Linked DNA regions of Sus scrofa: region 1 is linked to region 2. Evidence: chromatin contacts called from public promoter capture Hi-C data. All regions are on one chromosome and are shown on one strand. Each heading gives the region's core, a stretch centred on a gene start, on an enhancer-like site or on the middle of the called end of the contact. The rest is flanking DNA. Distances are from core to core; before and after follow the strand shown.

What was found. Promoter capture Hi-C pulls out the DNA fragments that hold promoters and counts their contacts.
Region 1: a promoter capture Hi-C map of fetal skeletal muscle shows a contact between it and region 2, with 6 times the contacts expected there. The contact joins the promoter of SRSF3 here to the promoter of BRPF3 in region 2. A contact is called at or near these places in 1 of 5 promoter capture datasets (fetal skeletal muscle) and 1 of 47 Hi-C or Micro-C datasets (liver).

What each region holds. Positions count from the first base shown.
Region 1 is chr7:32,286,344-32,290,749 of Sscrofa11.1, reverse strand. It overlaps SRSF3 (serine/arginine-rich splicing factor 3), which reads right to left and starts at 1,286. Exons shown (of 6, transcript XM_021098646.1): 1 at 1,150-1,286.
Region 2 is chr7:31,923,740-31,928,546 of Sscrofa11.1, reverse strand. BRPF3 (bromodomain and PHD finger-containing protein 3) reads right to left here and starts at 2,234. Exons shown (of 13, transcript XM_021098638.1): 1 at 2,003-2,234. LOC110261741 (atherin-like) reads left to right here. Exons shown (of 5, transcript XM_021100034.1): 2 at 1,383-1,441; 3 at 1,592-1,888; 4 at 1,950-3,402. The coding sequence ends at 2,591.

The DNA.
Region 1 (4,406 bases), core at 37-2,536, 360 kb before region 2:
CATAAACATGGACAAAACGTGAAAGCATGCTAAGTTATAGATATCAGACAAAAAAAATACACGTAATACCATCCCATGTATGTGAAATATCCGAAACGGGTAAATCCAGAGACAGATTAGTAGCTACCAGGGGCTGCGGGAGAGAAAGGGGCAGGCCAAAAGGGTAGTGGCTGCTTAACAGTACAGGTCACCTTAGTGGGTATAATAAAATGCTTTAAAACTAGATAGAGGTGATAGTTACACAACATTGTGAAGGTATCGAATGCTTCTGAATCGTGCACTTTAAAATGAATGTTACATTAACTCCACCTCATGGGGAAAAAAATAGATTATTTGTTGTGCAAGAACTTAAGGCACTTTAGTTTACATTTGAAAAACCTTCAATACTAATAAAGCCGCCTCAGCAACGAATCTAATCAACTTGTAGATTACATACGAAAAGCAGCCTGTCCAAAAACTCAGCTTAAGGGCTTTTCATAAACACGTTATCCAATTAAAAAAAAAAAAAATACCCGCCCAGACACATCCTATTTGTGTGACCCCGCCCTGTGCCCAGAAGTTCCGAGACCAAACCCATTGTTGGTGAATTAATCTTTCCCAAAAACTTTACCCTGACCAGTTTTAATGCGAAGCAGCTATAAGAACAATACAGCTCAAGAAAGATCAGCTTAAAAAAAAATAGTTATTGGATTCAGGCTGTAAAAAGTGAAGTTAAAGTAACACGAAAATGAAAGAAAGTAGAGAAATCCTCAAATATGGATCGAAGGGTCCAGTCTTGAGTAGTGACTTGAAGAAAAAAAATCCTAAGCCGCTACTTAAGGAAACGTGGGCAAAAAGAAAAAAAAGGCGCCATAAATTGAATGGCCGCGATCTAGAGTACAACCGATTACCGATACCCCCTTTGCCTCAACTCGAGCAATCTCACTTCCCGATTCAGCCCCCCAGGGAAGGGTTATAAGCACCTCCACTTGGAAGCCTGGGTGCCTGCTCCGGGGGGCCGGGAGCCCCCTCCACCGCCCCGTGTTGAACGTCACAAAATGGCGGCAGCGTCTCTTTGTCTCAATCTGGCGCCGCCATTGGGCCTGGCCCCACCTCGGTCCTGTTAAGGCCCATTTCCCACCTCATTCCTTTAGTCGCTGGGTCTCTTACCGAGATCTTAGATTAGAAATGCGAAGACTCAAATCCACGCACCCGCGGCTGTCTCTTCCCACTCCCCTCCCGCCTGGCTCCAGCAGATACTCTCCCCGATCCGGCGTCCACGAAATGGCGGACCAACACCGTCTCCTCGCCTGTATTTATAAGCCATCCTGGAGTCACATGATTGGACGGGTTCGCCCAATGAGAGGCGAAGAAGACCGTGACGTAATGGCCACAAACGCTGCGAGAACCGCGGTTGCTGAGAGCCTTCTCTGGTTGTGCTGCCTCGTCGGTGGAGACGCGCGCAGCCGTCGTGCCTCAGGGCCAGAGCTCCCTCGGTGTAATTCTCCTGTTGCCGAGTTCTCCTCAGTCACCTCTCCCTCATCTCCAAATAGCCTATTAATAGGGATTTAATAACATCATCGCCGGTCACACCCAAACACTGATAGAGCCTTTTGCACCCAATAAGATTACAGTATAAAATGAGTTCATTAATTACTGCTCCGCATGAGCGGTTAGGCAGGAACTGAGACCATCACGTTTACAAACGTGCTTCGGAGTTGCTCCCAAGGTCACGGGGCTGTTTGTGAACCCGCTGTCACCACACTGTGCCCCTCCGGGTCCCACACTTGGGGAAAAGCCCAGTCACGGAAAGTCGGCCCAACTCTGGCTGGTCTGCCACCTCTCACCCAAACTGCACGATTTGGCAGAGACGATGGCGTCATCATTTTGGACTCTTGAAATGTTTAATAGAAACTCAAAGGCAAATGAGACGGGTCAGGCCATCCAGAAAGTATCGCATTTAGTAACAGTATAAAAGGAAGTTCCTGAGGAGATTGAATTCGGCACCCCTCTCCTCCGCAACGAATACCAGTCTGTCTTCTGGCAAAGGCTGTTGTACTGACCGGGGCTCAGAGGTGGGGGGTCTATGGTTCACTAACACCTTCCTCTCTGCTTTCCACTTCCTCTGAAAAGAACTGAGCCACGAAATTAACTATTGGGAGAGAAATACCAATGGTTTGTTAGAAAAATCACCAAGATCTTCCTCTCTGGAACAGTGAGTTCAGCTAAGAGGGTTGCCTGGTTTCCTCCCCTTTCAGTGGAGTCTGACTTACTAACGTATCTAAATCTGCTCTCAAGAAAAATAATAACTTGTATTTTTCCACCAGTAGCTGAAAGATATGCCAAACATTCACTGCTTTCCTTTTCCCAGATATTCTCTTATTGTGGCTCTAAGAAGTTTATCTATCCATGTGGGGTGGAGACACGACTTACTGTTTCTGAGTTTTCACACCTGTAAAAAACGAGGATTTCATACTGGCAAGGGAAGAGGGAGAATGGAAACTACATTTGTTGAGCCAAGCCCTGAGCTGGTCTTACCTGGGTTTTTCCCAGGTAGGAATTCTAGCAAAGCTTTTCTCTTCCTCTTCTTTCCTTCTCTAAATGTTTTTCTATTCTGGCTTACTTCTATTTGCTTTGATTTGCTCCTCTCTTCCTGTGTAAGCTTTTCTCCTCTTTTTATTTCCTTCTATCAAAGCAAAGCCATTGAAGTCAGACAGTCCTATATTTGGACCCACAGTACTGCTGCTACTTACTGCTAAAGTGTCTGGAGAAATATCCCTTACCATCTCAATATTAGTTTCCTCTCTGTAAAATGGGTAACTACACCAAGCCTTGCAGGGTTGTTACATGCAGTCTCCCCACTTACAGGAACTTCAACTTTGTTTGTCTTTTTGTATTTTCTAGGGCTGCACTTGTGGCATAGGGAGGGTCCCAGGCTAGGGGTCTAATCAGAGCTGTAGGCTGCTGGCCTTCGCCAGAGCCACAGCAACATGGGATCCGAGCTGTGTTTGCCACCTACACCACAGCTCATGGCAACACTGGATCCTTAACCCACCGAGCAAGGCCAGGGATCAAACCTACAACCTCGTGGTTCCTAGTTGGATTCGTTAACCACTGAGCCACAGTGGGAACTCCAGGAACTTCACCTTTGGACTGTTGTTGCTCACTCCGCCTCCCCAGGGCCTGAAAACAAGTCTGGCAGAGAGCAGATGATCAATACATATTTGTTTAATTATCTAATTAATTAAAATAAATAATGCAGATAAATAAGCTGGCACAACCCTTGCTCGAAAATGCTCTTTTTAAATGTTCTTTTTTTTTTTTTTTTTTTTTTTTTTAAGGGCTGCACCTGTGGCACATTGACGTTCTCAGGCTAGGGGTTGAATCTGACCTGTAACTGCCAGCCTACACAACAGCCACAACAACTCCAGTCCGAACTGTATCTGCGACCTACACCACAGCTCATGGCAACACCCGATCCTTAACCCACTGAGTGAGGCCAGGGATCGAACCCTTGTCCTCATGGATAATAATCAGATTCGTTTCAGCTGAGCCACAATGGAAACTCCCAAATGTTCTTTTCACATATCAGTATCCCATTCTTTACCACCATTTTTCCTGTTTGTTTGTTTGTGTGTGTAATGCTAATCCAGCATGTATCTTTTTTTTTTTTTTTTTTTTTTTTTTTTTGGTTTTTAGGCCTGCACTCACAGCATATAGAAGTTCCCAGGCTAGGGGTCGAATGGAGCTACAGCTGCCAGCCTATACCACGGCCACAGCAATGCCGGATCCAGGCCTCATCTGCTACCTACACCACAGCTTATGGTGACACTGGATCCCCAACACACTCATCAAGGCCAGGGATCAAACCCAAAGCTTCATAGTTACTAGTCGGATTCATTTCCTGCTGAGCTACAACAGGACCTCTAGTGTGTATCTTAATGGAGCACTTTAATCCCTCCAACGGTATTCCCAAATACCGTTTGAACCTCCTCCGCCCATCCACACACACTTTCCATCTTCTGCTAACTGCAGTCAAGTGATTTATCCATTTAAATTATGGAATACTTTAATGTTCCCTTAAATTTATTCAACCATCAACTACTCTTGTCTAGACCCTAGAGCTCCAGGAAGCATCAAAAGGACATAACTGAAAAAGAAAAAAAAAGAGCATAACAGAATTTCTTGGACAAGAAATATGTATCATATGCAAACAAACATCTCTCGATTTTTTCTGAGGAATTACCTTTCTCACAGTAGACCACATTATTGACCACATTTAGGTGTAGTTGGGTGCTACACTCCACTTTTTCAGGGGGGAGAGACATCAGCACCCCCAGTTAATTGAATCATTTCTGTTCTTAGTGACCCCCCCCCAGTAGTTCAGGAATGGATGAGTAATCCAATCAGACTGTCATCTAATGGGA
Region 2 (4,807 bases), core at 985-3,484:
ACCCTGGAAACTCTGGGAGTGGCCTATCTGGAATTCTCACTGGATCTAAGGGCCAAGGTAACCGGGGAAATACCTGGGGTAAGCTCTCAGTGCATTCTATTATCTCAAAAGTCCCTCTCTCGCAAAATACCGTCTACCCTTGTGCAATGAAAAGAAAGCCCTAAATGTTTCCCACATCATTCTCTGGGATGGAGGGAGCTGTGGTAGGCAGTTATTGAGGCCATCAGTACAAGGAAAGACCTTTGGGGATATGGTGCCTTGAGGTATGGGCAGAGACTTGTAAGGATATAAACAGAAGTTATTTCAAGTAGAAAAACAGAACTTGTCACCCTGGTTGCAGGATCTACCATCTTTACCCATAAAGTGGAGATGGTGATGATAATTTAGCACACTTTTATAAACTACGAAGCCCTTTTACTTGTAATATTTCTCAGCTACCTTGGAAGGTAGAATATCCTCATCTCCATTTTACAGATGAAGAAACAAAGGCTCACAAAAGTGTCACTCCACCCAAAGCTGGTTAAGTCGTAAAGCTACAGCTCAAGCCCAAATCTTGTGATCTGCTCAGCTCATCTCACCAAGATGTAAAAACACCACAGAGATGCCATGGTCTGGTACAAAAAGAAGCCTGGGGGCAATCTAGGTTCTAATCTTGGCCCTGGGTAACTGGAGAAAGTCACTCGATCTCCGGTGCCCCCATACTCTAATCAGTAAAATGAAATTAATGAAATCTGTCTTTAAGCGTTCCTATTTGTTAATGAGCTATTATTAACATCCTTACTTAAAAGGCCTTCCAATCCCAAAGTGAGACTACCAACAACCAATTTGGCTGAGGCACAGTGGCAGGCGGGCACAATCCTATTCATAACCAAAGGAAAGAGAATCATCACGGCAATTCTGAACAGGTTCCAGGGACCCTTGGCCACTACGCGCCTCATAAATGCAAACTCCATAGGGGCAGTCCGGGCCAAGAGACCTGCCCCCACCCCTTCAAGGGCACGGAGACCCTTGCAGAGCTGTGAAAAGCTACCTCAGTAGTTGAGGGAGGCGACGTGCCCCCTCCTTTGTTAAAGCCACTGTGTGTTCTCCCTCCCTCCCGGCTGCCTCCCAGGCAGTTCAGCCATCTCTCAGGCAAGCATCAAGTACCTACAGAGACCTCTGCTGTCCCATTCAAGTCTCTGAGGGGCAAACTCTAGAGGGGGAAGGGCTGCTGCTGAGGAAAATGAGATGAGTTTCGCCCGCAAAGAGCTTACAATCTAGTTTTTTGGCGGGAGTTTCTAATCCCACGCAGCCCTTCCCACATACACAACTCCAAAAATTTCCCACACCACCGGAGGTCTTCTCCGCATCCCCTGAGCCCCCCACTCGCCCACCCCACCCAGGTCCGGAAAGAATTATTATCGTCCCCCACTGCACCCTACACGAGATATTCAGGAGACAAGTGAGGACCCCTCCCAAGGCTCCTGCCCTTTTAAAGAAGCACCTCTTCCAGAAAAATCTCGACCCTTCTGAGGAGAAAGGAGGGAAATAACATCGAGGAGGGGGCGAGCGCGCCAGCGACAGACTGACGCGGAGTCCGACCCTCACACAGAGAAAGCGAGCCCCTGAGAACGAGCGGGGCACAGAAGCGAGCACCCATTGGCCGCCTCACCTGCCCGTCAGGAGAAACCGGGGCGCCAAGGGACGCTCAGAGGGTGGAACTCCCCTCTGGCTCGACCAATTGGAGAGCGTGGTGGGGGCGGGGCTCGGTGGCTCAGCTTCCAGGGCCGGGGGGAAAACAAGATGGCGGCTGCGGGAGGGGGTCCTTGCTTTTCAGCTCCCCCCCTCGCTCGCCTTCTCCTTCCCCGCCGCCGCCTTGGCTCTAGGAAACAGCTTTCGCACCGCCCCCGCCCAGCTCGGGAAGCCCCTCGCTTCCCTCCCCCACCCTGCGCAGTCCCCGGTCCCCGTAGGCCCCTCTGCCCTCGGCCCCCGCTCCGTCTGGTCCCGCTGCCGCCCCCATTACCTCAGCCGCTGGCCCGGCCCCACCGTTCGGGGGCCCCTGGGCGCGGGCGGGCCGGCAGTCGAGCAGTCGGTTCGGCCGGGGGAGCGAAGCGCGGCCTCCTCCCGCGCTAGCCTCGGCGGCCACTGACGTGCCCCCTCCCGGCCCGCGCTGGGGCCCCAGCCCAGCCGCCGCCGCCGCTCCCGGGGGAGGAGGGGGAATGAAGCCGCCGTCGCCGCCGCTGCCGCCACGGAGCCCGGCCGAGGGGAGGGAGGGATCAGCCCCCAGGCAGGATCCGCCCCTCCGGCCTCCCCCACCCCCCCGCCACCTCCACCCCTTCCCTCGCTCCCTCCCTGGCTCCGCGGGCTCTCCCGCTGAACAGGAGCGAGAGCGCGAAAGAGGGGGGGAAACGGGGGGAAAAAATCCCCCCGCCCGTGCCCGGCGCGGCGGCAGCCGGGGCTGCGCGGAGAGGAGCGCGGAGCCGCTGCCGCCACAGGGCACTGTCCCCTGCTCGGCCTCACGGTGGCGGTGCGGACGCGGTAGGGGCGCGGAGCAAAGAAGGATCTGCCCCGGCTTACCCCGGCCCAGCTCGCCGCGGGGCAAGCCGGGCTAGAGAGCTGGAGGACGTTCAGGTCCTATTGGGAAAGACCGGGGTCCCTAACTCTTTAGAGTGATCAGCCGTCCCCTCCCCCAGCCCTGCGGGAGAGGCAGCCAAGGTTTAGGGCAACAAACCCCTCCCTGGGCTTGAGGGTCCCTCCAAAGGTTAAGCCAGGGCAGACATTGATGTCAAAACCGGTCTGCGTCTCGGGGTGCAGGTGCCTGTACTACTCCCAGAAAGTCGCGCCCCTCCCCCAACCCCCTTGCTGCAGTCGGGAGGACAAAGGTCTATCGATGTCCGTACCCTCCCCCAGGGAAGACAGCCGGGGAAGACCTGCCACTGTTGGGTACAGGTGAGCGCCTGCTTCCCCCAGAGACATCCTTCTTAAGAAACAGACCTGATGTTTCTCAGTGTCCCATCGTCTCCCTCCTGTGTTTAAAAAGAAAAAAACGTAAAAGTTTGACGGTCTGCTTAAGGACGTCTGGCACCTCGTTTGTAGACAAGGGAAACAGTCTCTCCTTAAGACTGATTTGGCTAGGAATCGGTTAACGCAAAAGCGGCTTTCTAATTGATATTTGACAAATGGCAGCTTCAGACTTTCAGATACAATCAGCTTGGCTTTTACTTTGGTAAATTTTAGAAAAGCGCTCCTTTGCCACCACCACCCACTTTGCCTATGAATTGGAACGTTTACCTCACATGACTGAAGTCTTAAGCACCAATATTTAACGATGTTCAGAAAGTATGTATGGACAGACTGCCTTAAAAGTGAAGATGAATGACATATTGAAAGCGTTTCCGCTGTCCGCGCTCCTAGTACAGCTTGGTAAGACTTTCACAATTTTTCTCTTGGTTCTGACAATCAAGAACATAGATTGTAGAGTCAGAGCAAGAAGGATAAAAGCTTAGGATTCAAGTCTTCCAAATGTTTAAACTGAACGAACTTTTGAGGTATAGATGTTTATGATCCTAAGGAATTTAAACATACTGTGTTTGGGGTTTGAAAGTTTGATAAAAGTAAGGAAGCTAATTTGTATTACAAAGATGTTTTCCTGATTATACCGTAGCACCTTTTGGCAAATTGATAGCAAAAATACTTCATTAACCAATTTTGTTTTAAAAAGGGAGTGAAAAAAAAAGAAAAGAAAAAGGTAGTGGCTTGTGGATCTAAGTAAGGGCAGGGCGGTGTTTGAAAACTGTGAAGATGAAATAGTATGAACTAACCGTCAAGTGTTTTAGGGCTAGGAGGAATAATCATTTGGAGGGAAGGTGTGGAAGAAAAGATGATTAATTGTGGAAGGGAAAGCCCCAGGGGCAATAGACTATTACAGTTGCTCTTAGTTAAGGGAAAAGGAAAAAGAAGACTAATGGAAAGAAGAACACTGAATTTCATTTCTTCTTTTAAAATGTGAAATAGAACCATTTCTACATATGACTAGTAACTTTTATTTCTTGATGGATGGTCTCAAAATTTATTTAGTACAATTCCCATTTGTGTGATTGGGAGCTATCTTTTTCCACTAAAATTGATGAATAAATACTTTGAAAAAATGTATTGGTTTCCACTTGTAACAGTAAGTAAAATAATGATTTAAAGGTGAATGAAAATGCATTGTTAACCTGATACATATGATTTCCAAGTTTTTCTATTCAGAACTTTAATAGAAGACCTTATTCAGCCTAAGTATTTTCTATTTTCAACTTCTACTTTCTTAGTGGCAACATTACAGTTGTCCTCACTTTTATTTTTGGCATTTGGAATTGGTTTCTGTTAGTGTAACTGCATGCATAACCAATTTACTATGATGTAATCTTAAATGTAAGGTGGGACAATTATATCATTAAAAACAAATTTCGAACATAGCTATCAAGAGTCCCAGAGGCACTAAATTTAATTCCCTTTAATCTTTTAGCTATTTTAGAGTTTAAATTACCAGCCCTTGGCCTTATCATTAAATTAAGTTCAACAAACAGAGGCATAGACTTTTGATTCCAAAAAGTAGTTTTTAAAAATCCTCTATTTCTAAGTGGAGACTGACTTAATTTGGAGTAGGAGACTGTTTTACCATTTAGACCCAGAAGAGGAAGCATGTATACAACTTTCCCTCTCGATTTTTTTTCCCAGCATCTCAGAATAACTTTGTCAGTGACTTACTATTATCATTGGTTTAGCAAAGGCAAGAAACCTCTGAAAGATCAGATGTAGTACCCACTGGATTAATAACATAAGT